Regions from separate parts of the Mus musculus genome. Here regions 2 and 3 are each linked to region 1. A link is a contact called in public Hi-C data. All regions are on one chromosome and are shown on one strand. The core of a region is the stretch at or near the end of the contact, and the rest is flanking DNA. Distances in the headings are between cores, read along the strand shown. Region 1 holds the start of Pgr (progesterone receptor). Region 2 has its middle 17 kb from the start of Gm32014. Region 3 overlaps Gm32014 (predicted gene, 32014).

Region 1 (3,653 bases), core at 920-3,419:
CATTGAGGCCGAGCGGCTGGTAGATGGCGGGTGCTGCGGCGGTGGCCGGGGCGGCCGGCAGGCTGTCCCGGGGTAGTAGGCAGGAGCCGGCGGCTGGGGGCTTGCACGGCAGTGGCGCGAACGAACCCTGCGTGGGCGGCGCGCCCTCCGCTTTGTACAGGATGCACTCCAGCGCGGAGCCGGAGGAGGACGCTGGCGACACCGCGGCGCTGCTGGGTCCGCCGGCCACCGCCGCTTCTCCGGGCCTGGAGGATGGCGCTCGCTGCGGCGCGGGTGCCAGCGGGAAGTCTGGGAAGGTGGAGGAGCTGGCTCCAGCCGACAGGTAGGGGCGCGGCGAGCGCACAGCAGCATCCGCGCCCTCCTCCTCCTCCTTGATCTTCAAGCCAGGCGTCTGGAAGTCGCCGTAAAGAGGGAACACGTCCTCTTTGGGGTCGCCTTCCAGAGGGTAGGTGCAGTCTGGGAAGTCACCGCAGGGCACCGGCGGGGATGGCGCGGAGGGCGAGCCCCTAGGCGGGGCAAAAGGGCCCTGGGCTGTGGCCCCGCCGTCGTAGCTGTCCCCCTCCAGCAGCTGCCGGGTGCGGGCGGCCAGGAGTGCGTGGTTCAGAGGCAGGATGGGCACATGGATGAAATCCACCACTGTGGTGGCCAGTGGGGAGCGCCCGGGGGCAATGGGAGAGTCTTGCTCCAAGGAGACCCTAGGAGCAGAAAACCGTGAATCTTCCTTTGGGACCAGAGTGACACCGCCTGGGGCCGCTGAGGCCGCGTTGGCTGCGACTCCTCCTCCGCTGCCGGTGCCTTCCAGTGCTCGAGGTTTGCTCTTTAGAAGCGGAGCTGCAGAGCCCTCGGTCTCCAGGCCACTGTCCTCTTCCACCTCCCCTGCAGCTGGCTGCGGGGACGGCTTCACCCCTGCCCCGGGCCAGTGAGCACTCCCCGAGGTAGGGAGCAACAGCTGCCTGGGTGGTGACAGTCCTTTGGGCAGCACCTTCTGTCCTGCTCCTGTCCCGGAGCTGTCGCCAGCCTTGATCTCTGGCCGACTCATGAGCGGGGACAACAACCCTTTGGTAGCAGGGACACTGCGGGGGTCTTCTGGAAGCTCTGGCCCAAAGAGACACCAGGAAGTGATGGCCTCGCAGGCTGGAGGGCTGGCGTGACTCTGTTCGGTCCCGGAGGGAGTCAACAACGAGTCTAAGACACTGTCTAAGAGTCTGCTGTCCTTCTCCGGGGCTCTGGAATTTCTGCCTCCTTCCCTATGAGTGGCTTCTACCCCAGAGAAAGCTCCCTCCACGTCGGACAGCGACTGCTGGTCCCCTGTCTTTCCGTCTGGGAGCTCGGGACCCCGGCAGGACCGAGGAAAAAGCAGCCCGTCCAGGGAGATCGGTATAGGCGAGACTACAGACGACACGTCCGAGTGCTGGCTCCCTTGGAAGGGACCTGAGTCCAAGCGTGCAAGCAAGGGGGACCCGATGTGTGGGGGGGAGGGCGAAGCGCCAGACGTGTGGAGAACCTGCGGATCCTTTGCCTGCAGCTCAGTCATGACGACCCAAGCTCCCCTTTTCTCCTCCCCTGTCTCCTGGGAGGAGGGAAAAGGGAAGGAGGAGGGGGTGCCGGTGATATAGGGGCAGAGGGAGGAGGAAGTGGGTGTAGAGTCGCAGGACCCGTGGGATCTCCACCTCCTGGTTGGGAGGGGCGGTCTTGGTCAGCTCCTGTCCTTACCCTCCACCCAGACGCAGAGGAAGGGTGGTAGTCGCGCTGTCCCGGTCGCGGTGGGGTGAGGACAGGAAGAAGTAGCTGGAGCAAGCTGGTCTGGTCTGAGAACTGGGAGTTATTCGAGAGACTTTTTTTCGTGTTTCTTCTTGAATGGGAGACCCGGAACTGGTGTGGCCGGTGCTGAAAAAAAGGACTCCCGCTATCTCCGGACTTCTTATGTTTGTTGAAACCTAGACATCCTAGGAAGTTTGCTTTACAGTCCTCACCAAAAACCTGGGGCTAAGACGTAGCCCATTCTTACTCGTTCTCCTGCAGCGACAGTCTCTATGGCTCCCTAGGTTCTCTACAATCCCAGCGAGTTCTGGTTGCAGGTTGCTCTAGTAAAGCTAAGAGAAGTTAGCAGAATGTCAGAATCCTCGCACCCGTAAATACTACAAAGACTGATAGTGACAGTCTAGACTGGCTCCATAGCTTTCTAGCAAGCGTTGGCGCTCTAGGAAGGCCCGCCCAAAGCCCCTCCCTAGCCAATCACTGGCTAGATCTAAATCTCTGGCGTTGGAATTCCAGCTACTCACTAGTCTGATTCCACCTGGAATATCAGATGCTTTGAGAAGAAATCTAAACATATCAGAATTTGTACTGAATTAAGAAGCATGCCAGCCCCACCCTATAAAAAGCAAAGTTGTTGTAAAGATTTCAGGATTTGAAAATATTTGTAAATATTCAACACAGACAGTGACATATCGTGACATTTTATTTTTTGTATAAAAGGTATAAAATGATCTCAAGTATTTTCATTTTATTACGTGTATATGTCTCTGGGAGTGTATGTTACATGGTTATATAGTTGCTCAGACGTCAGCAGAGAGGGTGAGAGCCCTCAGAGGTGAAGTTGCAGGTGCTCTGATATAGGTGCTGAGGTCCTAACTGGGGTTCTCTGCAGGAGCAGCAAGTGCTCTGTGTGTATATGTGTGAGTGCTTGCATGTGTCGCGTGCATATGGTAGTCTAAGACTAGCCCCAAAGAGTGGATTTCCTCCTTGAACCATGCAGATTCTGGAGATAGAACTCATCCTGAGTTTGACACTGAACAACCTTACTGGCTGCCTGTCCAGCCTTCCTCTAACACGCTCAAACTATTCTTGTGACAAGTGGGCCACCAATGTGACTTAGCAGTTAAGGATGGAAGACAGTTGGTAACACATCGCTGCCTGTATGGGGAGTTTGGACATTGAGTGTCATATTCTGTTTGTTCTGATTTTCATGAGGTTCTCTTCAGTCCTTACTAAATATCTACATCACATATTAAGTTTTCCACTGGGAAAGCTAAATGGCATTTTCTCCCCTCTATGTTTCTCTACTCTTAGAATAATTACCATTGAGCTTTAAGAATAAATCACCTTTAAAGTCATGAGAACACTGTGGAGGGGAGAGAGTAATATGATTTATTTTATACACCGTCATAAGCTGTCCACTCTCAAGCCCAGTCAGTGGATGCCGTGACACATCGCTATTCAAAAGTGAGTTAGTCGTTTGGGAAATGCCTTTGAGTGTTTCCAGGCCATTTTAATGCTGAAGCCTGCAGTTATTCTCAGCCAGGTCTAGAAGATTTGTGAAAGGCTCCAAAACTGCAGAGATGGCAGAGCTGCTGGAGGCAAGGTGCCTAGATGTCAATCACCAGGGAGGTGCTACATAGTCGTGAATTGCTGCTGTTACACTGGACCATTGGGCTTGGGTGTGGACTATTCCAGCAATGAGATATTGCTGACTAATTTTAAATGTGTGAGAATTAGGGAGGGAGAAGAGAATTCAAGGAAGCAGTTATTGTATGTCTTTATGGTATCAAATGGTAAAACCGGAGTGTGGGAGCTGGGGGTGGAGGCATTCTGGACAGTGCATAGAAATAAGTGTGGGAAGCAAAGAAATGAGGCTAGCAGGTAGTCTCCTA
Region 2 (3,512 bases), core at 907-3,406, 140 kb after region 1:
TTTCTAATCCTAATTCCCCAAATCCACATTCCTTCAAACAAAATCATGGTCAGGCCTTTCACAGTGATACCCCACTTCTGGTACCAACTTCTATCTTAGGTTGGGTTTCTGTTGCTGTGAAGAGACATCATAACCAAGGCAACTCTTATAAAGGACAACATTTAATGGGGGCTGACTTAGTTTTACAGGTTAAATTCATTATTATCATGACAGAAAACATTGGCAGTGAGCAGGTAGACATTGTGGTAGAGGAGCCAAGATTCTACATCATGATCTGAAGGCAATCAGGAGAGACCATCTCTTCTGTAGGCAGCCATGAAGAGGGTCTCTTCTACCCTGGGCACAGCTTAAGCATAGGACCTCAAAGCCCATCCTCACAGTGACAACCTTCCTCCAACAAGGCCACATCTATTCCAACTAGGACACATCTCTCATTAGTGTCTTTCCCTATGGGCCAAGCATTCCAACACATAAGTCCATAGGGGCCAAACCTACTCAAACCACTGGAGGCATAGTTACCTCTTTTTTTTTCAAAAGTCATGTTTAAGTTAGGTAACAAGAGACTGAAACACAAAGGAATGAGAGTAAATCTCTGGAGATCATGTATTCTGAAAACAGGAAAGGGTGATCTCATAGATAGATGAAGACATGCACTTAAGAGGGAAGCTGTAAGCATAAAAGAGTGAGGAAGTCTATGGTTTCAGCACAAAAGAGGAGTTCATACCATATCAAAAAATGGGATGTCCAATGCTAACACCAACAGATGTGAGTAGAATATCTCCTGGTGTTTCCCTTGGATCCCCATTCCTTGTGATTGGCATTAGAAGAGTTTGGAAGAAGCCCACAGAATGTAGAGTGGGAGGTAAATGGAGTTTATTAAGGTGGATCAGTCTCAATGGTGTAAGAAAGGGAAATGATCAGATCATCTGTTGCTCTGTCAACATCTTAAACAGAGGTTATACTAAAGTCTCTATAACAGACAGTTTTCCCCAAAAGGCATTTCCATGCCCAAATGATTGACAAAACATTGGATTAACTGGTAAGGGAGGAGACATTGCTATGTCATACTTTATCATAATGCTTTTGGCTAGATAATAATCTTTCTTATGACCTTCCATGAAGCTCAAAATGTCACGTCTCCACCCAGGGCCAGATATGTTACACAGATGCCATTCTTGTGACAGATACTCAAATCCTGCAACTTCAGTTCTTTTTTTTCCCCAAGTTGCCATTCCCAGTGATCTCTTACACTGATAAGAGCTGACTACCTACCTAGCCACAGTTTCTTGCTAGAAAGATTAATTTATGCATATGTTGTCCACATACTTAAACAAATATGGAAATTAAAGCAATGTGGTAGGTAATAAGACAGACGAATATATGAAAAGCTTCAGGTGAGAGTAATAGAGAGAGGCTGGCAACATGGATTTATAAATAAAAAGCCCTGATTCTACAAGCTTGAGTCTGTTAACCTGAGTTCAATTCCCAGATTTCTCAGTGGAGAGAGACAAATCCTGAAATCATCCTCTGACCTCTACACATATGCAGTTATACAAATGTGCCCTTATTCTCTCTCTCTTTCCCTCCCCCCTCTCTCTCACACACAGATCCCACAAGCACAAGAATGATAAATAATAACCAAAATCTAAAGACGGAATAGTGGAACTGAGGAGAGGAGAGTGTTCACAGAAAGAAGAAATTAAATGGGGAAATGACATGTCTTGTTCTGCCAGTGTCTGGAGCTCACATAAGAGAAGTGGGGAACAGAGTCTATACAGGAATCAAGCCAGGTGGGGTTGTGGTGGCCATGGATTCTAAATATCAACCTGAGGCACTGAGTCAGATAGCAGATGTTTTCTGATTTGTGAACTAATTTCCTAGAAAAATTTGACAAGTACAGAGCTAGAAATCACACTTGGTCACACATGTAACAATCTGTTTTCATTAAAGAGATGAAATCTTTATGACAGAAGACCTTCAGATCTGTGGGTCATCACAGCCATGGCTCACAGCACTGGCTTCATCCAATTACAAAATGTGAAGTCACTGTGAACTTGCAAGACAAAAACGAGAGGTCATCTGGCACATTTAACGCACAGCATGGGAAATGTTGAAACACTTTTCACTGCATGTCTGTTTGAGAAACACCACCCCAAGTCCACAGAAGAGCATCTACAGGGAGGAGCAGTGAGTGTTTACCAAACGTCCCTCTGTGGTAAGACAGAATAAGCCAGCAGCAAACTCAGGGTGCTAGGTACCTAGTGACACATCTCTTCTGTTAGAAAGTCAGTACTCCACAGCCCCCAAAATGTTAGTGGCTAATGTTGTACTGCATTTCAGGGTAGGAGCTTTTTTTTTTTGGAAACAAGAACAGGCCTCATGAAATTCATCAGGTTACTAAGACTGCATGATCCAGAGCAGCACGGGATTCTTCACAGGAAAAATGTGTGTACAACCCCTTCACAATACAGAGAGCATTCTGAAAAAAGTATGGCTGTCAAATGTCAGTCTCCCTTTTTTTTTTTGTGAGATTTCATGATCATAAAAGTAAAATCTTATTTATTTCTGCTAAATTCAGGGGGCAGGGAATAGTCCCCAACTAAGTAGTAGCTTTCAGTAGATGCTGAGGATGGCAGGAGTCATGGTCTTCAGTTATATACCAAAATATGAGTCCACCAGGCTTCAGTGGACAGTTCTAAACTCATGGTCACATTGACACCCTTGCTAGAACTGTTGGGTCATATAATAAAACAAAATTTCACTCATGTCAAAAGTGGTTTGTTAGGAGAAGAGATTATGGATGGTGTGAAACAGAAATAAGATGTAGAAGGATTTGAGAATAATTAGAATGGATTTTATCTATGTATGAAATTATCAGAATACATTTAATTAACTTATAAATAAAATAGAACACAAATCACCAAAATACCACAATGCAGCTACTGTTCTGCTCTCTCAGGATTTAAGTTTACTGATGAATTTGCAAAAAATTAGTGAATTTTCATTTCATTGTTTGTGAAATTGCAGGTATGAACAGACACAATCAAAGCCAAGACAATTCCTATGGTGTGAACACCCCCTTTATTCAGTGTTTGGTGCACAGCATGGCACTGTCATACCCATTATGAAAGATGTGCTTAGCTTTGCACATGGAGAAGGGGAAATGTGCTGTGGGAGGCCAAGGCTGAAGAAAGACTGAGGATGGAATGGGCGCACATGTGCTGTTACCTAAGCACACAGTTTCATGTGAACAAGCCAGATCAATCGTGGAACACTCTTGGAATGACCAGAGACCTTAGAAACCAGGTGAAGAAGGCTCCCCTTTACAGTGGGCAGCCAGCAAGGAGCCCAGCACTGTGCCTGGGGAGCAAGGCCACTGGGACTGAGCATTTCTCTGGCAGATCTTGTGTGTAAATGTTGGCCTAACACCTCCAAGTGCCCTGCAGACCAGTTATAGTGAAACAAGGAGATGTGGATGGAAATTATAAGACAAAGGCAGCTTTATGTTCCTT
Region 3 (3,782 bases), core at 1,142-3,641, 170 kb after region 1:
TGCACTTTGATGTTCTGTGAGACCTTGTGACTTACTGGGTCACTACACCCCCTCTCCCTTCTGAACTGCCCTGCTGCTTGGTGACTTGAGCATCTCTGTGAGTCAGATTTTAATGACAAGGAATTGATTTTTTGCCAGATAAAAAATTCTTTGAGATAATTCTAGACATGTGAGGGAGGATCTAGGGAGTTTTGGGAAGAGTCTGAGAAAACAACCTTTACTAAGAGAGCTACAGTTGGTATCTAGGACCAGAAATCAGGATAAATGTTCAACATTCATTAAGTACTTAGAGGAATGTCACACACATGATTGTAGCTGACACCGTTTTTTTCATAGGCTGAGAAGTTTAGTGAGGCCACAGGAAGATGGCTAATCTGTTCCATTTCCCTGGAGCTGGGAGCTCTCATTGAGTGCCAGAATTGTACTCAAGAAATTGGAACTCCAAAGATTCAGCAAGGCAAGAAACAAGACAACAACACACATTTTTTAAACGTTGACCTTTTACCATGTGCAGGGTGGTGTGTGAAGGGGGTGCCCATTTGTACTGTGTGCAGCATGAAGTATGTTGGACCCTAGAGGCTAGAGTACTGTTAAAACATGAGCATACACGAGTCCTGACCTTAGAGCAGTGCTTCTCAACCTTCCCAATGCTGTGACCCTTGAATAGTGTTCTTCATGTCATGGTGACCTCCAATTACAACATTATTCCATTGCTCCTTCATAGCTGCAATATTCTTACTGCTATGAATCATAATGTAAATATTTGATAAGCAGGATATCAGATCCATGACCCTCAAAGGAGTCATGACCCACAGCCACTTTAGAGGATTTAAGGACTTCACATAAACGGTTAACTGAAGAACACTGTACCTGTCTCCTGAACGTGCTTTTGATATTCAAATAACCATAGTGGTAGTGGAAGAAGTGTGTGGAGTGAAAGAGTTTAAAAAGATTACCAGCATGATACTCATGTTTCTGCTGGCTTAGTCCTAACACATGGTGGCGTGCAGGGAATGGTCTTTGAATCACATTGGCATGCATTTTGGAGCTAAGTGTGAAAGGATCAGTATTGGCTCAAGACTCCCAAGATCAAATTGCCAATAAAAAGGAGATTTATTTGGCCCAGAGGGACAGAGGGCAGGGGAAGGGGAACAAGACAGGAGATAGAGGACAGAGGAGAAGAGAAAAGGAACAAAGGAGAGGAGGAAGTATTATTAGTGCCAGAGAGGAGAACAAGGACAAAGGACTGTCTCTGGATAAGGAGGGGACAGGCGTGGCCCACAGACAAATGGCAGTTTATAACAATGAAGGGCAAATCCTGTGTTAAGATGAGGTGTTTAATTTAAACTTAGCCTGTTAGTTATGTGATCAACTGGGGTTTTTGGTTGCTGGACTTCAATATTTTGATAGCTGGACCTTGGTAGTCAGCCTCAGGAATAGGAAGTGACCAAAGGAATAGACCTTTATTTGGAGTTAGCTTTAGGAATGTAATCTAATGGTGTTTGTTTGTTTGTTTGTTTGTTTGTTTGTTTGTTTTTTAGCAAGGTGGAAGAAATGGTAGAGAAGTGAAGAAGGGCAAGGCCTGCCAGAGCCATTTTTCTATGCTCAAGCTGCCTAAAATCCCTTCGTGCATTCAAATAAGAGAGAGAGAGAGAGAGAGAGAGAGAGAGAGAGAGAGAGAGAGAGAGTGTATGTGTGTATGGATTGGAGCCAAGCCTCTATGTCAGACATGCGCTCAAATGCTGCTGTCATTATAAGCCCCGAACTCTTGTCCTGTGGTTCTCCATTTCAATAAACAGAATTTGACGTATTAAAAGATGGCATGTTTACACTGCAGCATGAGATTTGAGTCTGAATGTGCTTGTGACACGTCTGTGAATCCATGTTGGACAGGCAGAGACAAGAGGGTTGCCGGGCTTTGTTCACTGGGCAGCCAGTCTACAGGAACTGGTGACCTTCAGCTCCTGTGATAGAGACTGTTGGGAAAGCTAAGGTGGAACGTGACTGTGGAAGACATACAGTGTTGACCTATGGTTTCCACACAAGCATGCAGACACAAAAGAAACAAGTAAAAATGTATTAATCACTTAGACATACTGGGCTCTGGGAAACAGATCCAAAAAAAAGTTTGACGGGAGGGGGAGGGGAGGGGGAGGGGGAGGGATGTTAACAGGCTGATAGAATATTTATGTACAATGATGTGACTACCATATTTTGGGAGTCAAAGCATCTTTTAAAAGCAATTAGCAAAGACAGAATGGGAAAATAGGGTCCTCTTTTAATTCAGGAAATCTGATGACTCATTCTTTGTACTGTTTGCCAAAACCGCCTAATGGATGGGATGTCACTAGTCATGATTCAATGTTGTGATGTAATTTAAGGAACAGAGTTTTGATTCAAAGGGTGATCTGTGGTCACCTAAACCTTGCCACCACCTGGTATGCAACTTGAGACAGGTCACTTCCCTTCTCTGGCAAGAGTTTCCTCATTGTTATAATAAGGACTTCACCAGGCAAACCATAAGGACATTTCTACAGCAGTTATGGGGGAGAGATAGTTCAGTGGATAAAACACTTACCCTACAAATGTGAGAACTGAAATCCAGATCTACAGCCCATGTAAATGGTGAGTGGATAGAGGCTGGCCTGTAGTAATTCCAGACTCAGAGGGCAGAGCCGGGATCGCAGAGCAAGCTGGCTATCAAGAGCAGCCACATTGGTAAGCTCTGAGTTTGGCTGACAAACCCTGCCTAATGGAATAAGATAGATCAACTGAGGATGATTCTGAACACAAACTTTGGGCTTCCCCTTACATGTGCACACAGGTGCACATGCACCCACCTCCCCACATGCACATATAAAACATGCACATACATACAGGTACAGTCCATATACAAATACATAAAAATGGAATTTTTATTTTAATGGAGTAATAACATCCTAGATAGGTATTCCTTTGTACTCCATTTTTTTTTCATTTTTACTTTGTCATTCACAGCAAATACTTTCTCAGGTTTAGTGGACAGACCTCACACATGCAATGACATGATGTAAGTAAAGGACACTTAATGAGGGTGACATCTGCTTAAGAAGTTACTCTTACCCCATACACTGAAGCAGAGAAGGAGAAGGCAGGATAAAGTTGTTTGACCCTAAAAGACAATCTTTTATTATTCCTTTTGTCAATAAGCATGTTAGTGAGATTCAAAAAGAAATCAATCCCGAAGGATTCCAGTGGGATTTGTCTGAGCACCCGTTTACAGAACGTCACTTCTCAGGAATCATAGATCAAGCCTTAATGCTTTGTGTTTTAGAAGGATACATTCCTTAGTGAGTTTTAGGTCTTGCTGTTAATTTTGGGTAAAAGAACTTTATCAGGCCTGGATTACGGAAAAGTTTCCAAAGCCTGAGAATATTTTTTTCTCCTTCTGGTCAATGAGAGTAGTGGCTACAATATGTAGTTCACTTTCGGAAACAACCAACTGGAGAGAAGAAATCATACAATATGCTTCTCAGATTACTTCATGGCAGAGAAGAGAAAACAATTACCTACAAGCTCCTATGTCATTTTGTAAAAAATAAAAAGCTTGTTCTAAAGGACTCAGAATCCCCCGTGTTCCTGTGTTGCTGTAAGATGAATGTGTAGGCATGATATGGGTTTTACTGCATCCCACAAAAGGGATGAATAAAGAATGGGCTGTATGGGTATACAGATGGATACCAGCATGAAGTAAGTTACTCTCAGGGTGCCTCAGAGCCCAGAAAGCATGCATTCTGTGACAG

Evidence for each region. Hi-C and Micro-C count contacts between places; a contact is called where the count stands out from the background.
Region 2: a contact with region 1 is called in a Hi-C map of uterus, with 3 times the contacts expected there. The contact joins the enhancer-like site here to the promoter of Pgr in region 1. A contact is called at or near these places in 3 of 39 promoter capture datasets (cancer-associated fibroblasts, hematopoietic stem and progenitor cells and stem cell-derived epiblast-like cells), 6 of 484 Hi-C or Micro-C datasets (all in uterus) and 5 of 115 datasets of contacts at active chromatin or transcription factors (embryonic stem cells and epiblast stem cells).
Region 3: a Hi-C map of uterus shows a contact between it and region 1. The contact joins the enhancer-like site here to the promoter of Pgr in region 1. A contact is called at or near these places in 4 of 39 promoter capture datasets (cancer-associated fibroblasts, epiblast stem cells, stem cell-derived epiblast-like cells and 1 more), 6 of 484 Hi-C or Micro-C datasets (nephron progenitors and uterus), 2 of 115 datasets of contacts at active chromatin or transcription factors (both in embryonic stem cells) and 1 of 9 other capture datasets (embryonic stem cells).

Annotation. Positions count from the first base shown.
Region 1 is chr9:8,898,349-8,902,001 of GRCm38.p6, reverse strand. Pgr (progesterone receptor) reads right to left here and starts at 2,169. Exons shown (of 8, transcript NM_008829.2): 1 at 1-2,169. The coding sequence starts at 1,534.
Region 2 is chr9:8,756,090-8,759,601 of GRCm38.p6, reverse strand. No RefSeq gene overlaps it. Among named protein-coding and RNA genes, the nearest start is that of Gm32014, 17 kb to the right of the region's middle. Within about 2 kb of position 2,156, at least 4 of the 459 cell types and tissues checked have an H3K27ac peak or open chromatin away from gene starts, as enhancers often do. A contact at or near this core is called in uterus, where this site is marked.
Region 3 is chr9:8,729,925-8,733,706 of GRCm38.p6, reverse strand. All of the region lies in intron 1 of Gm32014 (predicted gene, 32014), which reads left to right. Among named protein-coding and RNA genes, the nearest start is that of Gm32014, 9.2 kb to the left of the region's middle. Within about 2 kb of position 2,391, at least 9 of the 459 cell types and tissues checked have an H3K27ac peak or open chromatin away from gene starts, as enhancers often do. A contact at or near this core is called in uterus, where this site is marked.